Regions from separate parts of the Dromaius novaehollandiae genome. Here region 2 is linked to region 1. The links are chromatin contacts, called in public Hi-C maps. All regions are on one chromosome and are shown on one strand. Each heading gives the region's core, a stretch centred on a gene start, on an enhancer-like site or on the middle of the called end of the contact. The rest is flanking DNA. Distances are from core to core; before and after follow the strand shown.

Region 1 (5,946 bases), core at 3,424-5,923:
ACAGGTCATTCCCTAGGGACTGTTCAAGGTCTTGAGAATTGTGGACACTGCAAAATGAAAAACTAAGAGAAGTAGAATTATTATTTTCTAACAGCTATTCCTACCTGAATTAAACAAACTCTAAATTGGTAATCCTGGTGCAATTTTGCAAATAGATTTTCTCACCAGACTGTTTCCTTCAGTATTCCATTGGTGCGATAAAACTCAGAACCCTTCCAAGTTCTTCTGTAGTACAGGAATTAAATTAAGACAAATTTGGCTGATGCTAGTGATAAAGTATTCTTCATAGCCTCGATGCAGTAAGTAGCCTCATACCTTTCAGCAGGGTATTTCTGCTTCCAGGTAGTACACACACCTCATTAAAGCACACCCCTTTATTTCTTTGCCAGCAGGCAATATTTACCTGGGTGGGTGATGAATGTTTTGCTGGTTTGGCAGATCTATTCAGAGATCCTTGTTCCCTCTACCAACAGTTCCTCTAAGTCTAAAAGGCAAGACCTGTTTACAGCAAAACTATTAAAAGTGGCATATTCTCTAGATTTAACTACTGGACCCTGAGAATGAGTTTAGGACTGAACAAAATGAAGCTGGTGCCCTATGTTTTGAAACTGCTCAAAGAGTTGCTGACTGCTCTGACAACCTTTTTATCCCCCTCAGTCCACAAATCTGTGACATGGGTGCTTTGTACTGCTGAAGAGCAAGACAAATGGTTTCACAAGATATTTTCACTACCTCAAAATCCTCTCAAAGACCCGAAAGCTTAGTGCCAATTTATCAGGATGCAAAACAGATACCATCTGCTTAGTCGTTCTGCCTGGATTTTTTTTGCTTTCCTTTCCGGTGATCAGTCTGTACCATGGTAACAACCTTTTCTGCCCTCAAGTAATAGCCATTGGAAATAGGACCTTCTGACAGAGCAGCATGCAGAGATTGTTGCTCATTTATTTCTGAGTTTGGAGGTTTAATAATGTAGCCCCCAATTCTTGATCCTTGATTGTCAAGGTAATGTCTATACCTTGTGAAGGAAATTGAATCTGATTTTACTTTTTGCCTATCCCTTTTGCAGCAATACGTTCTAAAATAAGCAAACAGGAAGGGTTAGAAAAGGCTTCACAAAATGGCATCACCTCTTTGTCATAATTAAGGAATTAATCCAGAAAAAGCAAAAATCAGTAAGTTTCAATAGAAAATCTACATTCTTTTTTTGTATCCTGTTACATATAATTAGCTTATACTAGAATTGAAGGAGGGTTAACAACTGTTACTAGATAGAGCTCAAGGTTTTTTGATACATTTTAGAACACAATTTGCTAGTCTTATGTGAGGTTCTGCATGGAAGTCAATAAAATCAGCTTTAAGAGTTATGCTAGGAGAACTGGGGTCTATAATAACACAGCATTTTAGCTTTTTTTGATGTTATCACTTTAAACAGTATTGCAAGAGAAACTTTGACCATGCTAATTATTTTAAAACAAGTTTCTCCTCTCTGACTTCTGTAAATCACCACACTTATAAAATCTGTCCTTTCGTGTTTACTGAGCTGAGAGGATACTGGATCCTGTTACATCATTTATAATGACCTTTCCATAATTGTAATAGTCCCCTTGAAAACAAAAAAAGTTGCAGGAAAGAACTTAACAGTGACAGCAGTGAAAGAATGAGTTCAGCCTGCTGAATCTGTGGATAAGAAGTACAAATGAATCAGTTTTTTAATCGGTAGAAAATTAGACTGAGTAAGCTCTTGAGGTCCCTTGGGAGATAGGGCAGATGGCCTTGTGATCAGCAAGTGATGCTGTTTCTGGAGTAGATTGATAGCCCGCCTTCTAGCCTTCTCCCCTTAAAATGAAAGAAGAGGGATGAATGCATAAATGAATGCTGTGTGAATTTCACGGAGGTGTTTTTTCAGTTCTATATAGTGCAGCCAGAGTATGTGTCTGATCGAAGTGTGTAGATTGTTTTCCAAAAGGGTAAAGGTTCAGTCACAGAACCAGGGATGGAAAATTTTCCTTTATTTCAAAGTCTGGCTGTGATGGTGAAAAGGACCTTAATGATTTTGTTTAGAGTCTGTTAAAGAAACAACTTACCTGGATCATTTTTATGCTATTCACAAAGTTTTACTTACGCTTTCCAGTCCCACTGTGGTGAGCAGTTAGGCAATAATAAATAAGCTTTCTTTTTTTCTCAGGTGTGTTGATTTCAGCCAAATGCTTTTCTTGTCCTTCCATTTTTTGCCTCATATTTTGCATACATGAAAAAACAGCCAACGCATAGCAATGTTAAATTACCACCACATTCATATGCCCCTTATGATTTAGCCATTTAAATGACCTAAATTTGATCAGATGCAATTAATTGTTGGCTGGATTATTCTGTATATGTGCAGCTGTTTTCAGCATAAAAATTAAGATGAGCAACTGACAATTTATCTGTAGAATTTTTCTCTTCTCTACGATCTCTTTATTTGCAATGAGAAAGCACAACATGCAACATGATTTGTCATAGTTTACTTTGGTCACAAAGCATGGTCAGAAAGAGGGGTGTTTTTTTTGCTTTTAAAGTACAATAAAATGTTATAGTCAAGACTTCCTGACTTACCTGTTTATCTGTTTCCAAAGTGTCTGCCATCAGATGGCATCTAGATGGCTCTATTTGTGATTTGAACCATATTTGACAAGAGTCTCTAAGGTGTTCATAAGGAAAGGAAAAGTGAGATTTTTCAGCAAATTTTGACCAGCTTATTTCCTGGTTTCACTGGAAATCAACTTGACAAAGAGGTTGCAAACAGAAAACTTTGAAATATCCTCCTCAGGCTTAAAGACAAAAAGAGATCTACAAGACTCCCAGGTTCCTCTGTCTCCTGGGACACATCTGTGAAGGATGGCCAAAGGCAACTCTTAGAAACAGTTTGTCATGATACCGTCAAAAGCTAAATGCAGAAATCCCTTGGAGTAAAGAAAGGAGAGCCTCTACTAGGTCAAGGCTATGAAGTGCAGCACCCCAAGGCACTATGCATACTATTACAAGGTGGTACCTAAAAACACATACAAGTCAAAAACCAGAAGGCGTTGTCGGCTGAGGGGAAAGGAGGAGGGAAAGAAGAGTTGGTGAGACACTCAAAAATGAGGACAGGCTGATGACGTATTTTTGTTTTGTTACTGTTTAATTTTATTTAGAAATAAAATCCAATCCCTGCACTCCAAAATCGTAGAAATTTACCATTTGAGAGTCATATCACAAATTGTATTGAAGTCTTGGTTGCAGAACCAATATGGTATTTACATTTTAAGCTCACAATAGAAGTGAGAGCTCAGAGAAAATATGTTGAGTGTGGGTTTTTTCCCTAGTCTAGTGTAGTTCTAGTCAAAGTAATTCATTTGTTTTAAGTTGCCATAGAACACATTTAACTCTTCATCTTTTCTAGAATTCAAAATAGAATATAATCATGACTGAAAAACTATTGGTCTGTCATCACATATGCTTTTGTGTCCGTTAAATACAGCCAGGAAATAAGCTAGACAAAATCAATCTAAGATCAAGATTTTCTAAAGTTCCTTGTCCCTATCCTTCCCCTTCCCTTCCCTTCCCTTCCCTTCCCTTCCCAATTTTACCAAAAATTTGGTGAAGAATTCATATTGTAATTTTTCATTCTGTCTACTGTGTGAATTTAAGGCCTAATCCAAAGTCTGTTGACACAAATAGAAATTATTCAGTATGCTTTAGACCAGCCTTCCAGTTACAGAAATACTTCTAGCTCCTTCTACCCTGTCTCTTGCAAGCTGCATATATCGTTCTAACAATACAGCTGAAAAAAAGACATTTGTGATGAAAGGTCGCTTTTATTTTTGTGATTTTTTTAATGTTATACTATTTCACATTCTCTTACAATAATTGAGGTTGTATTATGGATCACTGGACCATCACTCCAGGCTAGCCATCTTGTATGATCACAGACAATTTAAAGAGAATATATTTCTATATTCTCCTTTCAGTTTACGGGCTTTCAACCATGCAAAGCAGTTTGTTAAAAAAAACGCTCCACACATTTATAGTAGAGAAAAAATGTTTAAACTACAAGTAATCAGACTATAGCCAAGATTAATAATTGAAGGGGGGGAGCAGCTTAAACACAACGTGGTGGAGGGAGAAAATGGGGGAAGTTTTGCCAGGCAGTTGTGCTAGCAGCCCTCGGGCAGGCGGCAGCGCGGCTGCGGCGCTGCCGGGCGGCGGAGCGGAGCGCTGGGCTCTGCTGCCCCCTTGGCCGAGCGCGAGGACGTGCAGGCAGCCGCCCGTCCCTCCGCCCGCCGCGGGCTCCGCGCGCAGCCAGCTGCGGGGGCTTCCAGTTTACGAGGTTGCCACTTTGCACGCAAGCGGGACAGTGGAAACGGTAGTCCTGACTGTGTAACCTGAATCGATCAAGCCTAATCACCCTCTCCACTTATGTCATCAGTTATTATAAACAGGACAAGAATAAAGGCTCTTTGGGGGGGGAAGGGGGAGAGGAGGTATTTCTCAGAGGAGGTTTGTCTGCCTTTTCGAAACTTAGAAATGTCGGGGGGGAAGCAAGTAATGTTTTCTGACCATTTGCTTATTACATGATTCTTCTCTGTCTTTGTCCGGTCTTATCTTATACCTTTAATGAAGAGAGAAATCAGATCCCCTTCGTGCGCACCAGCCTGCCTCTGTGTCCTTTCTGCTGTGTGACCATTGCAAGGCTGGGGCTCTGGAAGGAACTCCCTGCAGACCATCCCACATCCAGGCTCCGACTGTCATTCAGCTGCAATTAGAGGTCCCCCCTCTTTATGGAGGCAGAGAAGGGAGCAGAAACAGCATAATTTACTGAAAAAAATATTTATAAATGAATAATAGAAAACCAACGGAGTTCGCTAATGCCTACATCTTCGTGTTACAAGTGCTGACAGCGTCGTCTCTCCATCAGGCGCCAAGCCAGTGGTATTGAGTTTGGAAAGGTTTCGTGCATTTCATTTCATCTTTGGATTGCACATGCTTGCTTTCTCATTTTAAGACTTTTTTCTGCTTCGGAGGAAACATGTTCTGACATGCTGGAGTTTGCTGGTGGTAAATATTTCCTTTGACTACAAAGTGCATCTGTGAAAAAGACTTTCATTTTTTTTCCCCATGGCAATACATTTCTTTCTGGCTTGCTCCTTTCTCTGTTGTTATTGATAACCTGCAAACGACTTGAATCGGAAGGTCTGAGTGAAATAGCACTTTCAGATCTGTACTTTCAGCTGCATCATGCTGAGGAAAGCGCAGAAGCTCTGTGTATGCATGTGCGAGAGATTTTAGAGTGCTGTGTATGACAGTTTGCATACCAGACTCTGACAAAGTAGGGACCACAGGTAAGTCCCCAAGAGATCTCCCTTGCTGTGGGGATTTTTCCAGCCCCTAACCACCGAGGAGAAATATCCAGCTCTCCAACTGCTCCCCAGAGTTGATGCTTCTGATTTGTTTCAATTGAAAATAACCAAGAATAGAAACTGGCACGTAATGAGAAGTCCTCAGCCAAGCAACTGTGTGTGTTGTGATTGCTCTCAAATGAGCACTCCCACACGGGCTGAGGTCTCAGTGCCCATGCGACAGAAAGGCCTGTAAAGGGTTAAGCCGCTGACTTGCTTGCTAGGCAAAGTTTGAGGAAGAATATGTCTAAGGCTCGGTACGCTGCAGCCACACGTTTGAAATCTGTCACCCTCACTTAGGAGCTCTGCATCTCTGGTTGTCAGCAGTGAATAATGATCACACGTCGATAAGATCGCGCTGTGGCGTTGCGCCGGAGTCGCCAGGGGAAGGGCCGAAAGGAAATTACCAGGCGTTTAACCACTTGAGCCGGCCGTTCTTCAGTGTCATCAGTGGGGTGCCAGGGCTAAATGACCGGCTGGACAGCAGCTTGGAAAGCAAATTTCCTTCCTCTTTGCCTTGAGAGCAACC
Region 2 (6,454 bases), core at 702-3,201, 900 kb before region 1:
CATGTGCTTTACTGTCAAACCCAAGGACTTCAGCACAGTCAGCTTACTTAGTCAAAGCAGTGATTCACCCATTGTAAGTATGTATACATATAATTACGTATGAACTATTCCTACATGCACTGAAACTCACAATGACAGCTCCAACCTACCTGAGTCTGTGTTGTTGGCCAATAGCATCTCAAAGCTCGAAATGTTTCTGGCCACATGTTGGTCTGCTAATCTCTTTCAGTTGCAAGGGTGACTTGAGAAAACCTTTTAACAGGAAAATGCTATGTCTGAACCCTGACGCTGCTTTGGTGCTGAGCACCTTGTACTGAACTGGACTGTCTTTACACAGCTGCTATTTCTATCTTTATTGTATGTAAAACAGCATGGTATCTACAGCTCTTGGCTAAGAGGTGTTCACAAATTACTCAATCCTACTACCCACTCTGTGGTAAGTAATAACCTGAAAAGGATGCCAGTAGTTAATAGTTCCATTTCTAAATAGCAGTGATCATTGCTAGCAACTTCCAGTGTAAGTAGGGAAGCATTTGTGTATTGCATTAACAATAACTTAATTTGAGATTGAAAGTCATCCGAACAATATCTCTCAAAGTAAATCATGGGCAAAAAGTAAATCACTGACAACTGAGAAAAATAACACTTAAAGTAGCACTCACTTTTCTTAAGTGTCCTTTCTTCCACAACAAACTACCAACCACAATGCCCAGTCAAACTCCTCTCCCTCTCATTTATGTGGGCAACTTTTTCTCTAGTGACAGCAAAGCTAAATGGCTATAACACATTAAGTCCGGTCTACACTCGGTTAAGCCTTGCTAAGAAATCATCACCTATTCCTTCAGCATACTGTACAGGGCCATGCTTCTTGTTGTTCCTTATAGTCTCTGTCACAGAGGAAAGACCTAATCACAGTCCATAGGTATAGCTCAGTTCAATTATATCAGTGTTGGTAACACCCTACGTTTTTAGATGAGAAACTGTCTAGTAATTGCAGATGTTCTGCCAAGGGCACATGCTGTACTTGATGACATATAAACAGATGATTGGGAACAAGCAATAGCAACAGTACGTGTGAGGCTGATAAAAGCTGTATCACAAAGCATATGAATTGAGCTGGAAAAAGAAACAGAGAAGGATGAAGCGGGATGTAGCCAAAAGAGAGATAATGCAATTCTTCTCACCTGCATAATCCTGGGGTGGAGGAGAAAAGAAAAGAAAAAGTGGGAAGGGAGAGGGAGAAGGTTGATAGAAGGTTGACATAATAAAGGTTGGATAATAAAAACTACAAAATAAATAAATTCTGGTAAAAAAAGAAGAAAATGGGAAAAAAGTGACAAATTAGAATGCTGAGCTAAAGAGAAAGAAGCTAGTGTAGTAATCTAAATTTTGCTCACAGCATGTAACTATTAAATAGGTAAGAAACTGGTCTGTGATTCTGTCTGAATCCTACTGTTTGAGACCAGACGGCTTAACTACAGGACATGATACAGCTAAAGAAGATTTTACATCACACACTTCTAGGGTTGTTCTGACTGCCATCACTATGCTGCATAGCCATAACACAGAAACCCTATCATTTATTATGATAAAATTACAAGGTAATTTAGTTCTCAAAATGCACTTTGTACATCCCTGTCCTATGCACCTCCTGTATTTTCCATAGCTCTACATGACTCTCAGTGGGCAGAAAAAGATAACAGGTTTGTGGAGATGGCAATGAGGGTATCTGATAGTTGCTCTTGTTGGACCATAATTTCCCAGAATGCTCCATTAATGAGGCAATAGGAAATGTTACTGAATATTACCTTATGTTAGGATGCCATAAATCAGGGGATAGAGAATAACGACAAGCTAGCAGAGTCAGGCACAGAACAGGGCATTCTGGACAAGGCTGTATTTTCCTTTTTTTCAAACTGTTTTCCCAGCACTTCCTGAAAGTTCAGTTGCAGTGAGAAAAGAAAAATACCTGAAGCCCTAAGGCTAATTGCTAGTTGTAAAGTGCAGTCTGCTTCTCTCACCGTACTGAGAGGCGCTTCAAATTTATTACTTGCTGTGTTGCTTTAGGGGCAGATTTGTGAAAGGGGAGAGAGCTTGAAATAATTCACTTAATGGACCCTCAGTCATTTAACCAGCTAGTTCAGATGGAAGCAGTGCTCTGATTAAAAGGGAGCTGCTGATACAATGAATGACTTCCGTGAAAGCCAAAGGGAAATGGCTTTGTGGTGGGGGGAGGAGGTGGGAATATTACGGTAGGAGGCAAGATCAGTGCAATGCAGACTAGAACATGAGATGGGCCAATCTATCATGGCCTAGAAAGGTAGTAGGACATCTGGAGAAGACTATCAAGCAGTATAACATGACTGCAACAGGAAGATTAATTCAGGTATTTATTGATTGAACTATACCCACAAACAATGTTGTGGATAACTCCCCCAATAGATGACAGGTTTTCTGCATCAATAATAACACATGCTACACTTATCTTGCACTGCACTTCCCTTGATAGACTATGAATGTCCCTTTCTCACTCATTTGAAGTATTCATGCCTATGTGAAAAATATACATGAAACACAGAAAATCACTAGCTTTTCCCATTTTCCTTTCCAGCCCCTTCTTTTTCCCCTTTTCTGCTTTGAATGACCTACAATGCTCAACAATAAGTTAGGGTAAAGACATCTCAGTGAAACTCCAGCTGGTTTACAGCAGGTCTGTGGCAGGCGCAGGCTCCATCCTCACTGCTGCACAGCATGCTGCAGCTCTTCAGAGCCATATCCAGCAAGGAAGGCAGCACTGGCAGCTTCCTGCTGCGGGAGCATCCCCGCTAGCGGTGCTGGGCTTGTGACTCACAGCCAGACAGTTTGGGTTTCATACCTCCGGGCACAACACCGCAGAATCACAAGCCTTCTTCCTGTTCCTTTGTTCTTTCTTTGCACATGCACAGAGATACATATATACTTGTGAATGTTTGTGTGTTTCTTTCTACACACAGAGATGCATATATATGTGCGTACGTTTGTGTATTTCTTTAAAGAAACAACCTAAACTCCCTCTTCTATATGATGATTTTTAAAATAACTGTGATACAGTATAGATGTACTTTATCTCTTTGTTTTCATGTTTTTTGCTTCTGTGTTACCCATGACACTGAGTTTACACAATTAAGTTAGTGAGCTGCACTTCTGCAGTACCTTGCTTTCTCTTCTGATTCAGTAGCATATCAGTTTTGCAATTTTGCCTTGTAGGCTACCTGGAAGCTAACCTTGCTGCTACTTGTTTCATTTGCTTTTAAGAAAGGGCTTACTCTTGATTTTACTCTTAATATGCTACAGGAGGCAAAAAGAATGCAGCAGCATATGTACCTGACAAGCTATTGCTTCCTAAAATAACAGCATTTTATGTACAGAGCAGAATGATCTTTTTTAAAAATGTCATTTAAGTATATAAAATCTTTTGAAAAATGTAAGTAAGTTAGATTTCTACATCCTATGATTTTGCTTTATTTTCCTTTTTGGTGAGTTTAAAAAAAACACAGCTTTTATATTTTTGTGAAATTAATCTGTCTACAGAGTCTAACCTAAAACTTGAGCAGTTCACTGCTGCTAACAGCAAGTTGGGAGAGAAGACAACAGCATCCTGTATGTACATTGTCTTTTATGAAACATGTGTGTACTTTGTACAGTACTTTAGATCTAATACGGCAAAGTCATCATTAACCACAGTGAGATTGTGACCTCTGTCAGATAAAGATTCTCCTGCATTCACATTTTCATGAATATAACAGAGGGAGAACGTGGGTATCTCTCTGTATTTACATCTTGAAGGAAGCTGAGGCACAGAAAGGTGTCTGCTGTTGTCCAACTTTGAGTAAACATCCTCCTGACCTGAAAACAGAAGAACCCAGCATGGTCTTAGTTATTGTTTCTATATGTAATTACATGCAGTATGGAGAAGAATCTATTTTAAGAACAAAAAAAGTAGTGTAGAATCCAGAGAGAAGTTTTCTCAGAGGGCATCACACTGGAAGCAGTGTAGATTTTTAGTTTTGTTTTAGTTTTGTACTGCAGCTGCCTCCATTAATTGCATTCTCAGTGGGAGGTGATACAGTTGCTCCCATTCCCCTTGCCACTTCTGGCCTTTATTCACAACCCAGCTGCATTTAGACTCAGCTAAATTTAGCAAGCAACTGTGTTTAGTTTTGTTTTTCACTTATTTTTACTGCAGTAAATGGTTTGGCAGTTTCAGGCCTTCCTCTCTTTAGGCACCTGGATGCTATTTCCAATGCAGAGACTGTATTTGAATGGATCAGATAGGACTTTTAAGAGCTTGATAAGGTTGTCATTCTTCACTCAGATGAGCATTTCTCCATTACTGACCTGCTAGTTTTTGTCTGTATTTGCAGAGAAAGCACTAGGGTGTTGAGGAGATGACTGCATTACAAATGCGGAGTTGACCCAACCAAAAAAAAAGAGAGACAGAGACTAAATAGTTTGACAGTATAGCAACTTTGTCTTTCCTATTCACAAGGCTATCTCTGTTAGCTAGGGGAGATACATTATTTTGACACATTACTCTAAAGGCAAGATGGGGATCTCAGTAACATGAATGGAAATTAGGACCAAGTTCATTGCACTTGGTGGTTGCACTCACCAATGTAAAACCTGTCAAAATGAGACTAGAATAAGGGACTGGGGGACTGTTTGCTCTCTGCAAACTGCAAACTGCAAGCTTCTCTGGTGACTCATGGTTTACTCTGATGTCAGTGACAGGAAGGGTAGGCCCTAGATTTCTTCAACAGGAGGTTTGGAGGGATGCATTTTCTCAGGAGAAACTAGCATTCACAGAGCTGGTCCTTTGCCTGAAGTGACAGAGTAAATGCCTCCCATTGTTTGTCTCCCATTCTTTTCAGGGGAAGGACTGACATTGCAGAGGAAACTGTAACCAGCACATTGTGTGTTCAAAGGCACTACAACTTGCAGAGAGGCTATGTTTTGAAGTTGGTTAAGCCACTCAGTCTTTCAATGATTGCTGCAAGAACCTGCATTTTATTTCATAAGTAACACACAAAATATATCTAATACAGTTATAACTCTAATGATTGCGCTGTAAACATACTGATAGATAAAGCATATAAAATGCTAAACAATACATGTTTCTACATAAATGAAATAGAATCCTTGAGAAAAATTGCACCATAAAGCCTATATCTGCCATACATTAAAAGTGGAACTCTGCTGAATTTAAGGGCATGTATATCCTTATGTGCTGATGCCATCTAAATATCCCTTTAAGTAGCAGTCCTCCTGACAGATCCTCAGGAGATGATGTTTCAAGTTGAGTACTGGCTAATTTAGCTACAAACAGGAATAAGTGAAGAGGAGTGATCAGATACTGTGGACATGTGTCAGCAGTGTTGTGCGTGCCTCATGGAGTTGTCTGAAATGGAGGATGGATGAGCTCCTCACTCCTTTCATTGCAACACAGAGCCAAGAGGTGCTCCAGAGGCCTCTGTCCTTTCCTACTGAGGCACAGATACTTCTGCTAATGACCCCATTGCCACTGGTCATGTCTGAATAAATGCATTTTGGACAGTGATAAACTACAAGATATATTGATATTAATGAGAATGGAACAATAGCGTATCATACACCTGCTGTCTCAACGTGTTTTCTGAAGACATAATCAGGCAACTGCAGAAGATAAAACACACAAAACATGCAAAACTGCTGGCTTCTTTAAGCTTTTCAGGGTTATTTCCCAGGAAAGATCGTTGTAATATACAGCCTAAGAAAAGTATCTGCCTGAGAGAGAAGATGTTTCTTCTCAAGAGGTTCGGAACCCTCTTATGGGATGGACACAGGATCGGTATTGTATCAAGGACAAAGGCCAGCATACAACATCTGCAGATGAGACATGTTTCTGAGGGAGGTTTAAAATGTGGAAGTCAATTAAGATAACTTTATATTGTTGCTGTTCTTACTATTTCAAAATAGTATGTTTGCGTTACAGCAATAAGAGGACTCCACTGAGGGTCCATTGTGCCCTCATTGTGTGTATGAACACATAGCACAGACACAGTTCCTCTTCTTGCATCTCATTGCTTAAATGAATAACACGTTAAAAAAAAAAAAGAGAACCAGTCAAACAAGACTTGGGATGTTTTAGGAATAGTGTCATAGAAATAAAGGGTTTCCCCAAATGCTCCTTGAAAGACTGTAGAAGAATCTTGAACTAAATTCCTGTGTGAGCTGCTTGGTGGGAGGCGTTACTTCCTGACTCCTGCTGATACTCATTGAATTTGCAGAGCACAAAGATAGACATTGTCATTTCTGTCATCCCTAGTATAAATGGTGAGACTATTCTTATTGGCTCCAAACGTGTCTTCTCGTTTGAAATGTGTCTAGCCCTCTGTCCTGGTAAAGAACCAATCAGTCGACTGAAAATGCAGCATTC

Evidence for each region. A called contact is a pair of places that touch in the nucleus more often than the background predicts.
Region 2: a contact with region 1 is called in a Hi-C map of liver, with 5 times the contacts expected there. The contact joins the enhancer-like site here to the promoter of FLRT2 in region 1. A contact is called at or near these places in 2 of 4 Hi-C or Micro-C datasets (brain and liver).

What each region holds. Positions count from the first base shown.
Region 1 is chr5:22,176,801-22,182,746 of bDroNov1.hap1, reverse strand. FLRT2 (fibronectin leucine rich transmembrane protein 2) reads left to right here and starts at 4,673. Exons shown (of 3, transcript XM_064512222.1): 1 at 4,673-5,946.
Region 2 is chr5:23,072,153-23,078,606 of bDroNov1.hap1, reverse strand. No RefSeq gene overlaps it. Among named protein-coding and RNA genes, the nearest start is that of SEL1L, 650 kb to the left of the region's middle. Within about 2 kb of position 1,951, at least 2 of the 2 cell types and tissues checked have open chromatin away from gene starts, as enhancers often do.